Regions from separate parts of the Acanthopagrus latus genome. Here region 2 is linked to region 1. Evidence: chromatin contacts called from public Hi-C data. All regions are on one chromosome and are shown on one strand. Each heading gives the region's core, a stretch centred on a gene start, on an enhancer-like site or on the middle of the called end of the contact. The rest is flanking DNA. Distances are from core to core; before and after follow the strand shown. Region 1 holds the start of nptnb (neuroplastin b). Region 2 holds the start of LOC119017704 (trans-1,2-dihydrobenzene-1,2-diol dehydrogenase-like).

The links. A called contact is a pair of places that touch in the nucleus more often than the background predicts.
Region 2: a Hi-C map of muscle shows a contact between it and region 1, with 6 times the contacts expected there. The contact joins the promoter of LOC119017704 here to the promoter of nptnb in region 1. A contact is called at or near these places in 2 of 4 Hi-C or Micro-C datasets (liver and muscle).

What each region holds. Positions count from the first base shown.
Region 1 is chr4:29,716,444-29,719,047 of fAcaLat1.1, forward strand. It overlaps nptnb (neuroplastin b), which reads left to right and starts at 1,317. Exons shown (of 10, transcript XM_037095415.1): 1 at 1,317-2,604. The region is part of intron 7 of rec114 (meiotic recombination protein REC114); the gene reads right to left.
Region 2 is chr4:29,851,918-29,854,521 of fAcaLat1.1, forward strand. It overlaps LOC119017704 (trans-1,2-dihydrobenzene-1,2-diol dehydrogenase-like), which reads left to right and starts at 1,309. Exons shown (of 7, transcript XM_037094597.1): 1 at 1,309-1,588. The coding sequence starts at 1,385.

The sequences.
Region 1 (2,604 bases), core at 67-2,566:
CAGTTAGTGTTAGTCAGATCAATATTAGCTGCCCGGAGGATTCCACTTATGTCGATATAGCTAATACAAAAGGCACAAAAAATGTTTCCAGGTTAGAAAAATGAAATACTATTTTCAAGATATAAAAAGTTGAGAGTAAGAGAACAGTACTGACTGAATTTCCCAGAGCTGCTGGCGGCCATTTCATCTCCGATAAAAAAAAAACAAACACAAAATGTGCCAAAGTGAAACCATCACTTTCAAGGAATAGTTTGACATCTTTGCCTTCTTGCTGTGAGTTATATGAGAAGATCGATAACACTGGATGTCTCTCCAGTAAACATAAAGCTTGATTCAGCAGCCAGTTGGCCAAACTTAGCATAAAGACTGAACAGACGGGGAGAGGAAACCAATTTTTCACCTTTCAACAGGAGTTACAAATGCCAGCCTGTTTCATGCAGTAATTTCCTGGGGTTTTCTGCTGGTTGACTGGCTACTTCTTGCATATAAGAAATAGCTCTGCACATAACCACCCATACAACATCAAAGTATCATATTTACATTTGGGTTTTTGTATGGATCAAACAAACAAAGATCAGAGATGACTTAGTGTCCTTTTAGAGAAGGGGGTAAGCTGATCCTGTTGCCTTCGGACAAAGCCAGGCTGACTGTTTTCCCCTATTCCAAGTCGTTATGCTAAGCTAAGCTAAGCTAAGTTAAGAGGCTGCTGGCTGCAGCTTCATATTCACTGGACAGACATAAGAGTGTTATCGACCTTGACATAAAGCTCTTGGCAAAAAAGACAATCAAGCATATATCCCAAAATACTGAATTATTCCTTTAACGAGATTAAAAACTGACACCATGGCGCACTGAAGTATGAGATCAACACTGACACAACAACGGTTACATATTCACTGATAATACAGAAAAAAATATAAACCCTGTTTGCAATAATGTCCATATTAACGGCAACTTCATACAGACCGTTTAAAACCTATGACCAACTTGTATGAGAAGGAAAAAAAACAACTCTGAAACAGCACTTATTGACAATTGTTATGAAGACTCTTAGTAGAGCCTGTTCAAGGTATTTACAAAGTGTCCATGCCAGCTAATGGCAGGTGTGGTGGGCGGTGTAAGTCCTCTCATGATGTCCTGGTCCGTAGAGAGCTCATCCTGAGCACAGTGAGCTCGGCTACATCTGCATCCTGCATCTCCACCTCTTGCTGGCAGCTTTCTCTGATTACATACACTACGAGACCCACACAGATGACAATGAGGAGGACTATGCCTATAACCTGGGGTACAAAGAGCAGAGCAACACTTCGTTTAGTAAACACCCACAGATAACGTGTATTTTTGATTTTAAAAAGTCTATTAAGAGAGCCTATATTAGTAGTTTTCCTGGTAATGACTTTACGTTTCATGGATATCTACTCTCTCCAGCACATACTCTGTGAGAAACGAGTCTCCACGCAACCATCCTACATAATCTTAAGTAAAAGCAGTAGAAAATATTCAACTCACCTGAGAAAAAACAAACAGCTGCTGCGAGCGGAGCATTAGTTCTTGTGGGGTGACATCTCCCTCACTAATTGGCTCGCACCACTTCTGCGGAGCTGCCTTGTCAACTAGTACAAATCTACCCTCCCAGTCTGTCATAGCACAAGCAAAGTATTGGCCATCGAGGAACAACAAAATCAGCCACACGATAGCAGGCACGAAACTGGAAAGGGAAACAGTTTTCCTGCACCACGTATCACATCTGCATCCTTGAATGATCAGCATCAAGGTAAAGGCCATGACGGCAGGAATGATGAAGAATGCTGATGAAAACACTCCGTTCCATGTAGGGTTGCAAGGACACTCAAACTCCAGCTCCACCAGCTTCTCTAGTCCCATGAGGATAAATCCAAAAGCCACATTTGATACCAGAGGACTGTTGCTAAGTTCATTTTTCAGCCTGGTAAGCCATTGTTGTCTACTTTCCATACTAGATTGACCGAAAAATGAAGACAGTCGTTGTAAAAAGCCCAAAAGAGGGTCCACCGTTGTGAACACATTGGCAACAGCTAAGTGATGCGTAATTAACGCATCCAGGGGTAAGTTTTCCCCTCGGGCAAAATGCCACACTTCCACTCTGATTGGTTTCGAACAAAGGAGGGTGTGCCGTCTGCTCTGACACCGCTCGAGCTGATTGGTCCGTGTGAAGTTTCAGGTGGGGTTACATTTTAAATGTGCTCTCCCATGGACAAACTGGAGGGAGGGCTGTAAAGTGGAGGGAAGTTTGTTCTGCAGCTGAGCACAGACTGGCCATTAGCAGAAGTCCGGCAAAAAAAAAAAAAAAAAAGTGCACAGAGGGTGCAGGGATACATCAACAGGCGAGCTTCTTACATTGTAGAGTCAAGTTACAAGCCCCGAATATTCACTCAAACTAAACAACAGAGAGGAATGTTTAAAATGTACTCTCACGATGAACTAAAGCAACACGTCTGTATTCACCTCATGATGCCACGAGGCAAATTCTGAATGTCTTGAAATACTCAGGTGGTTTTTTGGGGGGGGTTCATTTGTTTGTAGTTGTCTGCAATAAAAAGAAAAAAAGAATAAGATGCAAGCTGA
Region 2 (2,604 bases), core at 59-2,558, 140 kb after region 1:
AGATTCATGTTCTCCGAAACAAAAATAGGTTGCACTGTCCGCTTTTTCAAGGATAGGACAGAGAGAAAGGCCTTTGTGAGTCAGCAAAGAGCACGCCTCATTTAATACTTGTTCCCAACCTTTTGGGCTCACAGGGATCCTAAAAAAAATGGAGGTTGTCTGGGTTCATGCAGGATGCAGTCTTTGAATGCAAAATGGCACATTTTAATTCATCAACATTATTTTTGCCTATTTTATTTCTTTTTCCTGAATGACTACAGAATGCTGCACATATTTCTCTATACGTGTTGTCCTGTTTCTGTGCCACAACTCTACCCCATCACATGTACTGATTTTAATACAGGGGTTTCATACACGGACCATCCAGGCTTATGCAATATGATGAATATCAGCCCGGACAAAGTGACAGGTCCCTCTACATGTCTGCTTTTGGGAAGGCCGTTTTGTGGCTGACCTCTAACAAGTTTTGGTCACTGCATGAAAAAAAAAAAAAAAAATATGTCACCCTGAAAAAAAGAAGCACAAGAGATGCAGTGCAGAGTAAAAAATATCAGTGTGTTATTTATTATTATTTTTGTTCTTCTTATTATTAGGTAACTTCACTTAACACACAGGAAATTGTCAGTGAAGCACGATACAGAACAATTCACATTATTAGTGAGTAGTACCATAAAAATAAAATGCAGACTGAGGTACAAATAAATAAATAAATAAATAATAACTGTAAAATAGCAGATAGTATACAATACTAATACTAATACTACTACAATTATTAAATAATAATAATAATAATAATAATAATAATAATAATAATAATAATACATCTTATTCATACAGTATCTCTCATACATGCAGCTCAAAGTGCTTCACACAGACAAAAACAAAAACATAAAACACATGAAAAACATATCATATAAAATATATATAAATATAAATAAATAAATAACTGTAAAATAGTAAATAGTAAATAACGAAATTACTGGATAATAATAATAAAAAAATTTTGTTCACACAGCACCTTTTATACATATAATGTGACTCAAAGTGCTTCACACAAACCAAAAACATAAAACATAAGACATAAAAAATATTTATTATCAAATATATAAATGACAGTAAAATAAAAATAACTGTAAAATGGTTAATAGCAGACAAACGATTAAATAATAATAATAATAATAATAATAATAATAATAATAATAATAATAATAATAAATCTTATTCAAATAGCAACTTTCATACATCTAATGCAGCTGAAAGTGCAAATCAAAGAAAAACAAAATAAAATAGAACAAAAGTTATATTTGTCTCATGATCATTATCTGGAGGTCACGTTTCTGCTTCTGTTAGCACAAACCATCATCATCATCATCATGGCCACATCATGATGTTTGTTTTTGTGCTACGTCACACAGTCAAAACTGATGCGGTGGCGCCACCTTGCGGCGGGGAGCGGCCGCTGTGGCCGGCACCGACACCCAATCAGTGTCAGTCCAACATGGCAACCAGGTGGGGGATCTGCAGCGCGGGGAAGATCAGCCACGACTTCACGGTGGCGCTGAAAACTCTTCCTCCCGGGGACCACCAGGTATCAGTATGAGTGGACGCGTCGACACGTAATGCACCTCATGTTTCAGAAGGCGGGATGTCGGAGAGAGACGTCGAGGTTTGTTCGAGCCGCCCCGCCCGGGCGCAGGTGTCAGCAGTTTGTGACGCGCTGAAGTTCACACCGTCAAAACCAGGCCGGAATGAAACGCTGGACATGTTGTAAGCTGGAGCTCTGAGGAGTTAAATATCAACTTAATGTGACATCAGGAAGTTTAAATCCGAAGGAGGCTTAAGTCTGCAACATGTCGAGCACTTGGACCGCCTTTTGTTTTTTTTACCGTAAAGATGAACAAAAATGGGCATCTAGTTTTGGTTTATTAATGCGCCCTTACACAACCAACCAAATGTTTTTATTTTTACTATTAATGCATCAAAGAATGAATTGAAGCAGCTTCAGATTATTCACCATTAACTGATTTACCACACTAAAAGGAATTGGCAGACAAATGTATTCACAAATGTAGTTGAAAGTGACAATTAAGGTGTTCAGCAATGAATTAAAGCAGTTATTAAAGGTGAGTTCTATCTCAGCGATACACACATTTATTAATTAAGTCATGCAGAAAGTGTGATATGTCAGTATGGATGTCATATGGGGAAGAGAACATCATCTGCAGTCAGACAGCCCTCACATCAGCCTCCGGTCAAGTTTACAGACTAACAACAGGTTCAGTACCACATTAGGGTCTTTCATTAAGGTGGAACGAAACCACCTCAATAAACCAGGTCTACAAAGTGTATTCACAGGTTGTGGCTGTGGCAGCTCGCAAGTTAGAGGATCTGAAGTTCACACCATCAAAACCAGGCCGAAATGAATTGATGGAGAGATGTAATCTGAGGCTCTGAGGAGCTCAATAACACCTACACATGACATCAGGGAGTTTGAATACAATGGAGGCTGCAGTCTGCAACATGTGGAAGACTTTGACCTCCATTTGTTTTTTATCAGAATCAGTATTCCTTTATTAACTCACAAACGGGAAATGTGTTTTACAC